2 separate regions of the Sus scrofa genome follow, and region 2 is linked to region 1. A link is a contact called in public promoter capture Hi-C data. All regions are on one chromosome and are shown on one strand. Each heading gives the region's core, a stretch centred on a gene start, on an enhancer-like site or on the middle of the called end of the contact. The rest is flanking DNA. Distances are from core to core; before and after follow the strand shown.

What was found. Promoter capture Hi-C pulls out the DNA fragments that hold promoters and counts their contacts.
Region 2: a promoter capture Hi-C map of liver shows a contact between it and region 1, with 11 times the contacts expected there. The contact joins the promoter of ELMO3 here to the promoter of CES3 in region 1. A contact is called at or near these places in 2 of 5 promoter capture datasets (fetal liver and liver), 3 of 47 Hi-C or Micro-C datasets (embryonic fibroblasts, epiblast stem cells and liver) and 2 of 2 datasets of contacts at active chromatin or transcription factors (alveolar macrophages and skeletal muscle).

Annotation. Positions count from the first base shown.
Region 1 is chr6:27,625,779-27,629,811 of Sscrofa11.1, reverse strand. CES3 (carboxylesterase 3) reads right to left here and starts at 2,100. Exons shown (of 14, transcript NM_001243625.1): 1 at 1,972-2,100; 2 at 658-862; 3 at 414-552; 4 at 127-260. The coding sequence starts at 2,053.
Region 2 is chr6:27,840,178-27,844,641 of Sscrofa11.1, reverse strand. ELMO3 (engulfment and cell motility protein 3) reads right to left here and starts at 3,083. Exons shown (of 21, transcript XM_003126932.4): 1 at 2,734-3,083; 2 at 2,560-2,600; 3 at 2,406-2,478; 4 at 2,153-2,203; 5 at 1,793-1,962; 6 at 1,608-1,707; 7 at 1,348-1,499; 8 at 968-1,046; 9 at 807-857; 10 at 599-721; 11 at 446-509; 12 at 379-443; 13 at 177-278; 14 at 1-76. The coding sequence starts at 2,811. It overlaps E2F4 (transcription factor E2F4), which reads right to left. Exons shown (of 10, transcript XM_003126933.6): 9 at 4,234-4,278; 10 at 3,223-4,136. The coding sequence ends at 4,021.

The sequences.
Region 1 (4,033 bases), core at 851-3,350:
CCCTGCTTGCCTGGGGGAGGTACCTTCGAACTTTGCACCCTCACCATAGATCCCCAAGCCAACTCCTCTCCTGAGCTGGCCCTGCTTCAGTACAAAGGACGCCCTATGCCAGGTCTGCCACCTCACCTGAAGAAGCCAAGGAGCCCCAGGCGGTACTGGACTGTCACCACTACCACATCCCCATAGGCGGCCAGGGCAGATCCGTCGTGGGAGGTGGCGGCACCAACCACCAAAGAGCCTCCATGGAACCACACCATGACCTGCAGAGATAGCCAAGGGTCAGTGACCCCAGCCACACACACCCCTGCTCAGGGTGTTCCCGGGACCCTTAGAGCAGTTTTGGAGCAGGGACGAGGAGGGGGTGCAGGCCACGTAGAGCTGGCTGGGTGGACAGAACCCTCTGGGCTGCGCACCGGCCTCCTGGCCCCCGTCGTGGCCTCAGCTGGGCTGTAGATGTTGAGGACCAGGCAGTCCTCTGAAACTGGGAAGATCTGGTGCTTTCCATCCAGCACAAATCTGGCGTTGTTCATCCTCTCCAGATCCTGCGGGCACCTGTGGCCAAGGAGGAGCCCGAGGACCAGTGTGTCAGCCCCACGTGCCCTGGGAGTTGGACCCCTGCCACCTGCCCACTTGCCCACCTCCCCTGGGGCTACTCACATTGCAGGGGCTGTGCTGGCATCCCGCACACCCTCCCAGGACTGTGCTGGGCGTGGGGCTGAGAACCGGCCAGGCCCCAGGGGTGGCTGGGCAAACGGGATGCCCAGGAAGACATTCACAAGGCGGTCAGTGCCCTTCACGCCCACCTGCCGGCCTCGCACGCGGCCCAGGGTGGTGTCGACTTCAGGTTGAGTGGCCTCTCGCCCTGAGGGCGGGACAGAGGGGTTGGGGTGAGTCTGCAGCCTCCATGAAAGGATAGGGTAGCCGATGGACTCCCTAAATGTCGGCTCTCTGAGCACCTACTCTGCCAGGCCCTGTTCTGAGCACTTCGCTGAACTTCCCCAGCCTGCCTGTGAGGTAAGTCTCGCAATTAACCCCACTTCCTCCTCCCTGCCTTGGCATCACTACCTCTCTCCTCCAGGCCAGACTAGCCCGAGTGAAGGAACCAAGCTCTCCTTGGTCCCACAGAACTGTGGGGTGAGGGTAGGAGATGGGCTTGGGCCTTGGGCCAGCCACTCACACTCTCTAAACCTCAGATTATTCATCTGCTGAAGAAGATGTAACAAATACATCTTTTTATTTTCTCTATTCTTACATTTTGACATTAGGAAGCTTGCTAACCCTGGACGGCCTGCCCTCCCAGGGCTAGCCTGTTCTCAGAAATGGTCAACAGCTCACTGGAAAGTGTGGCCTTCAAATGCAAACCAATCAACTCAGAGCCCCTGCACCAGGGCACCTCTTCTGAGGGCCCTTGATACTCCTGGCCACTAGCTACCTGCCCTAATCACCCCACGGTTAGACATCTAAGGACAGCCCCATGCCCAGAGCCCGCTGAAGTCATTCCAACTAGACCATCTAAACCTCCTTGGCCTGCCTTACCCGTTTCTTCTCCAGCAAACAATAGAAACTCTCATCCACATTTCCCCTTCATGCCTTCTGCTTCTGGAGGAACTCCAGCTTCCCTGAGCAGCCCTGCAGGCTATGACGTGCCCCCTGTTTCTGGCAATGGGGAGCAGACTTTTCCTTTCATGACAGTCATTTCTATGGCCATATCTTACTGATTAAGGCAAATCCTAGGTCCCCTTAAAATATGACAATCCAGTCCCTGGGCAGGGCTGCTCTGGAGATCCACATGACAGCGAGGGCAGAGTTCCTGCCCAGAGAAGACGCATGACCCTGGCATTCCTCCCCATGGAGGGCTTCCTCCCTGAGCAGGCTGCCCAGCCCTCCCTTCCCTCACTCGTGCTTCCTCCCTCTGAGTCCTCCCACCACCCAGAAGATCCCACTTCTGCAGGTCCTGCAGGTGTGTCTTACCAGTGACTGCAGCAGAGAGGGCCACAAGCACACAGGCCACCCAGACCAAGAGCCTGGACGCAGTTCTTACCACTGTCTCCATGCTCCTCTCTTACAACTGACTATGGGCAGAAGTGGCAGCACGTAGAATCAGCTCCCTGACCTTCGGGACATCCAATCTCTAAAGGGCTGTTAGCAAAAGCTCAGCGGACCGCCCCGCCTGGCTGGTGGCCAACTCTAAGAACCAGCATCTAGTGCCCAGGCTGGGGGAGGAGGAGGGCGGGCCTGGGAGCGCACCCGCCCTGCAGGGGCCTGAGTGATAAGACAGACTGGCAACAGAAGGAGCTCTGCAGCCCCAGGTTCAAGTTTCTCCTCTTCTGACTCTAAGACTTCCGTGAGACCTTGCACACTCATTGCGAGACACACACATCACCTACACGAGGGCCATGACCCCAGTGCCATTCCTGCTCCGCGTGAGCCAACAGGCCTAGGGTTGGGCTGGTATCTGGTCCTGCCTGCCAGGGAGCGCCTGAGCCCTGATGTGGGATGGAAGGAACTGAAGTTGATGCTCTTTTTTTTTTCAATTGAAGTTAAAGTCACATATTATAAAATTAACCATTGTAAAGTATACAATTCAGTGGAATTTAATGTATTTGCAATTTTGTGCAACTACCACATCTAGTTATAAAAACTCTTTCATTAACCTCGCCCTGTACCTATTAATTAGTCACTCTCTATTCCCACCCCTGCCCCTTACCTCCCAAGCCACTACCCACATCCCCCAATAACCATTAATCTGCTTTCTGCCTCTGTGGATTTACCTATTCTGGATATATCACATAAAGCAATCATGTGATATATGCTCTTTTGTGTCTGGCTTCTTTCCCTGGCATCATGTTTTTGAGGTTCATCCAAGTTGTAGCACAGATCAGTATTGTGTTCCTCTTTATGACTGAGTAATATTTCAGTGTATGGCTGAATGATAATTTGCTTATCCTTTCGTTCACTAATGGATATTTGGGTCGTTTCTCCCTTTTGATTGTTATAAATAATACTGCTATAAACACATGAGTACAAATTTCTATGAGGACCTATATGGTCATTTCTCTCAGCTGCATGGCTAGGAAGGAAACTGCCAGTCACACGGTAATTTTATGTTTAATGCTTTGAAAAACAAGCAAACCTTTTCCTACAGTGGTAGGAGGAGGCTCTTACACAGCCTCGGCACCTTGTGCCTGAGCAGCCCTGCCATGGGACCCCAGGACTGAAGATACCCAGGGCGTATGTTGGGGCGACCATTGCATAAACCCACTCTTTGGAGGATCTTCAAATGACAGGGAAGAAGCAGGGTACTACCCTCAACTGGCCCTGAGGCCAGGGTCAGAACAGTGCAACAGGGCATAAAGACACTTTCTGGAGCAATAGAGGCATTTTAAAACTTGATGTGATGGTGGTTGTATGTCTCATACATTTATCCAAATTTATCAAATGTACACCTAAATCAGTGAATTTAACTGTAAGTAAATTATTCCACAATAAAGCTGTTAAAACAAGAATTAGTCCTGGGAACTCACATTTGGGAATTACATTGTGCACATGCAGGACTGAAAAACACACAGAGGCATGTATGTCATAAATGCTTTCAGTATGTAGGAGGGAAGCATTGTGCAGCCAAGTGGTGAAAAGTTCAAGGTTATACTTTTCTGCCATCTGGTGGCCAGAGTGGGCAATGCCAGAATGTCTATCCTTCAAGCACAACTTCTGGAAGTTGTACAGTTAGGCTTAGGCACAGTGGGCAGAAGGCAGGGGACATTCCTCCTGAGAAATCTAGTGTCCTAGTGTCCAGAGTGTCAGAGGTAGGGAGTCCTGGGACTACAAGAAAAGGGATACAGTCTCTTAATGACAAAAGAGAGAGTGCTTTGGCGGAACAAAAAGGCAGAATGGACATAATTTGGTAACTTTGCATGTTGAGATAAAATATGAGAGGGTTTTATATGGATGAGAGGGTGAGGAAAGGAATAACCATTTAGGGAAAACAATGGGGTAAGCGGGAAAACTACTCATGCAGATGCCCATGGTGGGC
Region 2 (4,464 bases), core at 1,834-4,333, 210 kb before region 1:
GCACCGTCAACTGGATGCTGCTCCGAGCAAAGGGACACTCGTGCTTGTCCTCACGGCTGCTGTTCTCCAGCACAAACTGGGTGGTGGGAGCACAGGATGGGGGGAGTCACGACGAAGCCCATGGAGACCTGGCCCGGGGGGCGTCCTGCTATTTTGCCCCGCAGCCCATCACTGACCCGGCTGTAGGCACTGGGTGCGTGTCTGGAGAAGTAGAGCATGTTGTCCAGGGCCAGCAGGCCAGGGGGCACCCGCTCCAGGTCCTGCGCGGGGTTGCTGTTCTGGGAAGGGGGACAGGCAGCTCAGGAGGGCCCCTGGCCCTCTGGAACAACACCAGCCCCGCTTGAGGCTGGGGCAGGGAGCTGTGTAGGGGTCACTCACTGAGAAGCCCAGTTTGCGGAACTCGCGGGCACAGAGGGAACGGCGACGATCAGCACTCAGCCCGAGCCCAGGGACTCCCCCTCCGGCTCAAAGGCAGCCTGGCGCAAGGCCTGCAGCTGCTCCCGCTGCTCCTGGGGTCATTGTGGGAGGGGTGTTAAGACTGAACATTCAGGGCCAAGCTCCAGCCATCCCCAGCCCTGTGCACCCCAAAGGCACCCACCTGGCTGTAGGGGTCCAGTGGCGTCCGCATGCGCGGCTCCAGCAGCCCCAGTGTAAGGGCCTGCAGTACGTACAGGTGGTGAGCCATCTCGTCGCCCAGTGGCGTTGCGCTGTGGATGATGTTCTGGAGGAGAGCCAGTCCACAGGTGTGAGTGTGGGTCCACGGAGAGAGGAGTGGGCAAGGGTCTGCCTGGCCTGGTCCTTCCTACCTTGTAGATGAACTGGCGAAGGTTTCTCTGCCACAGGTAGTCGAGCATGTGCTAAGGTGGGTGGGAAGGGGTTTCAGGTGATTAAGCTCCACCATGAGCACCCATCCTGGAGGCCAGCTGTGGAGCACAGAGCCACTAGCAGCCGCTGGATGAACACCCACCTTACGTTCAGCAGGGCTGGCTCCCTGCAGCAAAGCTGTCAGCAGTGCCATGGCCTTGGTTTGCAGCTGCTGGTTCATCCTGGAACAAGAAGAGGGCTCGGCTAGGAGTTCCCCCTCTGGCTCGGTGGGTTAAGAATCCAACGGCAGCAGCTTGGGTTGCTGCGGAGGCACAGTTTCCACCCCCAGGCTGGTGCAGTGGGTTAAAGGATCCAGCACTGCGGCAGCTGGGGCATGGGGTGTAGCTGCAGTTTGGATTCAATCCCTGGCCTGGGAACGTCCATATGCTTCAGGTACCCACCCCCACCAAAAAAGAGGCCTCAGCTGGCCATCCAGGGTCCAGCCCTGCTCCCCTCATCTGTACCCCACTTCTAGACACTTACACCTGTAGGTGCACCAGCAGCCTATCCAGTGGCACCTCACTCTTGACCAGCTGGCCCAGGGCAGGGCTGCTCAAGGTGACACTCTCTAGCAACCCCAGGGCCAGGGGCTGCACAGATGCATCCATCAGGTTCATGTTCACATAGCACACCACCTGTAAGAGGAGCAGAAGTTGTCACCACCTCATCACCATGGATGGCCAGACCCTGACACCATGCCACTGCCCCACTCCCACCTGCTGCCTCTAGAAAAACCCACCCACCTTCCTAACAAAGGGGATGCTGAGCGTCTCCCAGGACACCACGCCATGCTCCATGAGTTCCAAGAAGGCCCTCAGTGCAAGGGCTAGCAACTCCCCTAGGCTGAGGGGACATCTGGGGCTGAGCAGGGCCAGACCAGGACCACCAGCCCCACCATGTCCACCACCCACCACAGCCCTGGGCTCACTCATCCCCATCCTCAATGATGGTGCCTATTCTCTGAAGCCCATCACGGCTGATGACCTCCCGGGCAAAGGTCATGTCTGGGGCCAGCACGACGAGATGCCGCAGGGCTTCCCGGCGCCCTTCAGGACTCTCACTCTGCAGGCCACCTAAAAGCCGCTCAGCCTCAAGGTCCTGGCAGGGGTGGGAGCAAGAGCAGAGGTGAGGAGGGAAGGAGTGGGAACCGGGGATGTGGGGAACTCAGGTGTCCACTAGGTGGGGCACTGCTGGGCTGGAGCCAGGGCTGGGGCCTCCAGACCTAGGGCAGAGGTGTAGGTGGGCAGAAAAGGGCAGAGCAGAGGGGCAGGGGCAGGAGGGGCATTACTGGGGCTGTGCTGAGGCATAGGATACTGCCATTCTTGATCTCCATGCGGTTCTGGAAAAGATGGCAGAAAATAGACGTCAGGAAGGGCTCTGAGAATTGGTTAATTAGTGTTGTTGAGGAGGGAGGATTTGGGAGTCAGTAAAAGAAAGAGGAGGTTCCAGATAGGAGGACGATAATTCTGAGGAGTCAGGGCCAGGTGGGTTAGAAGGGGTCGCAGAGTGGAATGTGGGGCAGAGGAGGAGAGGGGACTCACGTTCTCAGTGATGTATCTCCCGTGCCCATCAGCAAATTGCAGGGCATAGCGCTCAGAGTGAGGCAGGTTCCACCTGCGGGCAGCAGAGGCTCAGCGAGGCGGGAAGGGCGCCCCCTCCCCACCCCCGCCCTCCGCCCCGCAGGCCCACACTCACGCCTCGCACACCTCCTTCAGCACGGCGGCCAGGGGTTTCGCCTGCAAGGAGAACCGGGCGGGAGTGGGGAGGAGTTGGGGAGGAGCCTGGGGGAGGGGTGGAGTGGGCCGTTTGAGGGGAAGGGGGCGCCCCGGAGTTAGGTGGGGTGGGGGGAGGACAGACAGGCCCGGCGACCTGGTCCAGCTGGATGAGCTGCGGGATGGCCTCACGCATCTGGACGGCGATCTTCACCACATTCCGCGAGGGTGCCATGGTCTAGCCGAGGTGGGGGCCCCCTGTACTTTCCAGATGTGCAACCTCCCGGCCGAGGGCACACCTGGTCTGGGTGCCCTGAGCACGAAGGCGGTCCTCAGTCCGAGGCTTGGCTCCCGGGGCCCGCTCTTAAGAGCCCAGGCTCCTACTCCTGACAAGGCGCGGCGGCCTTCCCAAGGGAGCCAGAGCCGAGGCCAGTTCCGGGTTGGAGTCCGGGGGTAGGAGGGTAGGAGGGCGCCGGCCCCGCCCCGCCCCGCCAAGGCGGCCCGTCCCGCCCCAAGGTGCGGCAGGTGGGGGTGGGGAGAGCTGTCAGCACAGCCACGCCTCCTCTCCCAGAAGGGTGACCCGCCCAGTCCCAGTCCCGATCCAGCAGAGTCCCAGGGCGGGGCTCCGAAAGAACCAGATCAGAGATAGCCTTAGGCACGGTCTTTATTCACTTGGACACTGTACAAATATTACAATTTCCTTTTGCTGCAAAAAGTATAAAAATAATCTTTATATAGGAATCCATTTGTTACTGCAAATCTTTCTAAATCTCTGCAAATGGCTCTAACAGGGTAAATGAATAAACAAGAGGGTGGCTGGGGGCAGACGGAGATTCGGCCAATCCTCAGGGACTCACTCGCCCAGATTCCCAGCTAGAGCTCTCTGCTCCTTCCTGTTGGCAGCCCTACCACCACCTACAGGTCCTCAGGGCCAGGGGCCCAGCAGAAGGGGGCACACGAGAGGACCAGGAGAGCTGTATGACTGCGTGTGGGCAGAAGCGAAGGAGGCTGGGTGGTGCTGGCAAGTACCCCATGCTTCCTCCTGGAGGGGACAGGGGCTGACAGGTACCGGACAGTGGGGCTGGACAAGCTGCCCTATGAGGGTGATGGAGGGTCCTCGGTTCTGTGCCACTGGGTGGCAGCTGAGCCTCAACTCTGGGAGGGCCCAGGGAGGGTACTAGGTAGGGGAAGGCTCCAAAACAGGAGAGGCAAACACTTTGGCTCCACGTGGAGTGGGCTAAGCCCCTTACCCCTGCTCTGCCAGCACCGTACAGGTGTTGGTGCAGGAGTAGGACTTGTGGCCAGAACTGTGCAGTGAGGGAAGTCTGGGGAAGCCAGGAGTCTGCGGCTCTCAAGCTGTGTAGGGATGGGGTCGGGGAGGTCCCCAGGCAGCCCCCAGGTCAGACAGTCTGTGTCCCAGCCACAAAGGGCATGCCCTTGTCAGTCAGAGGTTGAGAACAGGCACATCAAAGAGGTCACAGACACCTTCACTCTCGTCCAGGTTGTAGATGTAATCGTGGTCTCCAGGGGGTGGAGAAAGGCGGAGGAGGGGTGCAAACACTGCGGAGAGGGACAGGCTGAGGCCCCAGAGCCAAGATCCCACTCAGGAGCCACCCAAACCCTGCCCACACTCACCCCCACCTTCCTGGGCACCTACCTTCTGAGGACATCAGCTCCTCCAAGAGCTCTGAGTTCATGCACTCTGGGGGTGGAGGGAGAGCGCAGTTACATCCTGGCTCCCACCTCTCCACCCGCCAAAGCCCATGAAGGGGACCACCCAGCCATCAGGAACGTTACCCTTTGCCCAGGTACCAAACACAAGCATAAGGTCCTCAGAAGGGCAAGAAAAGAGCCCTAAGACCCAATGAGCTGTACCCCTCACCCCAGC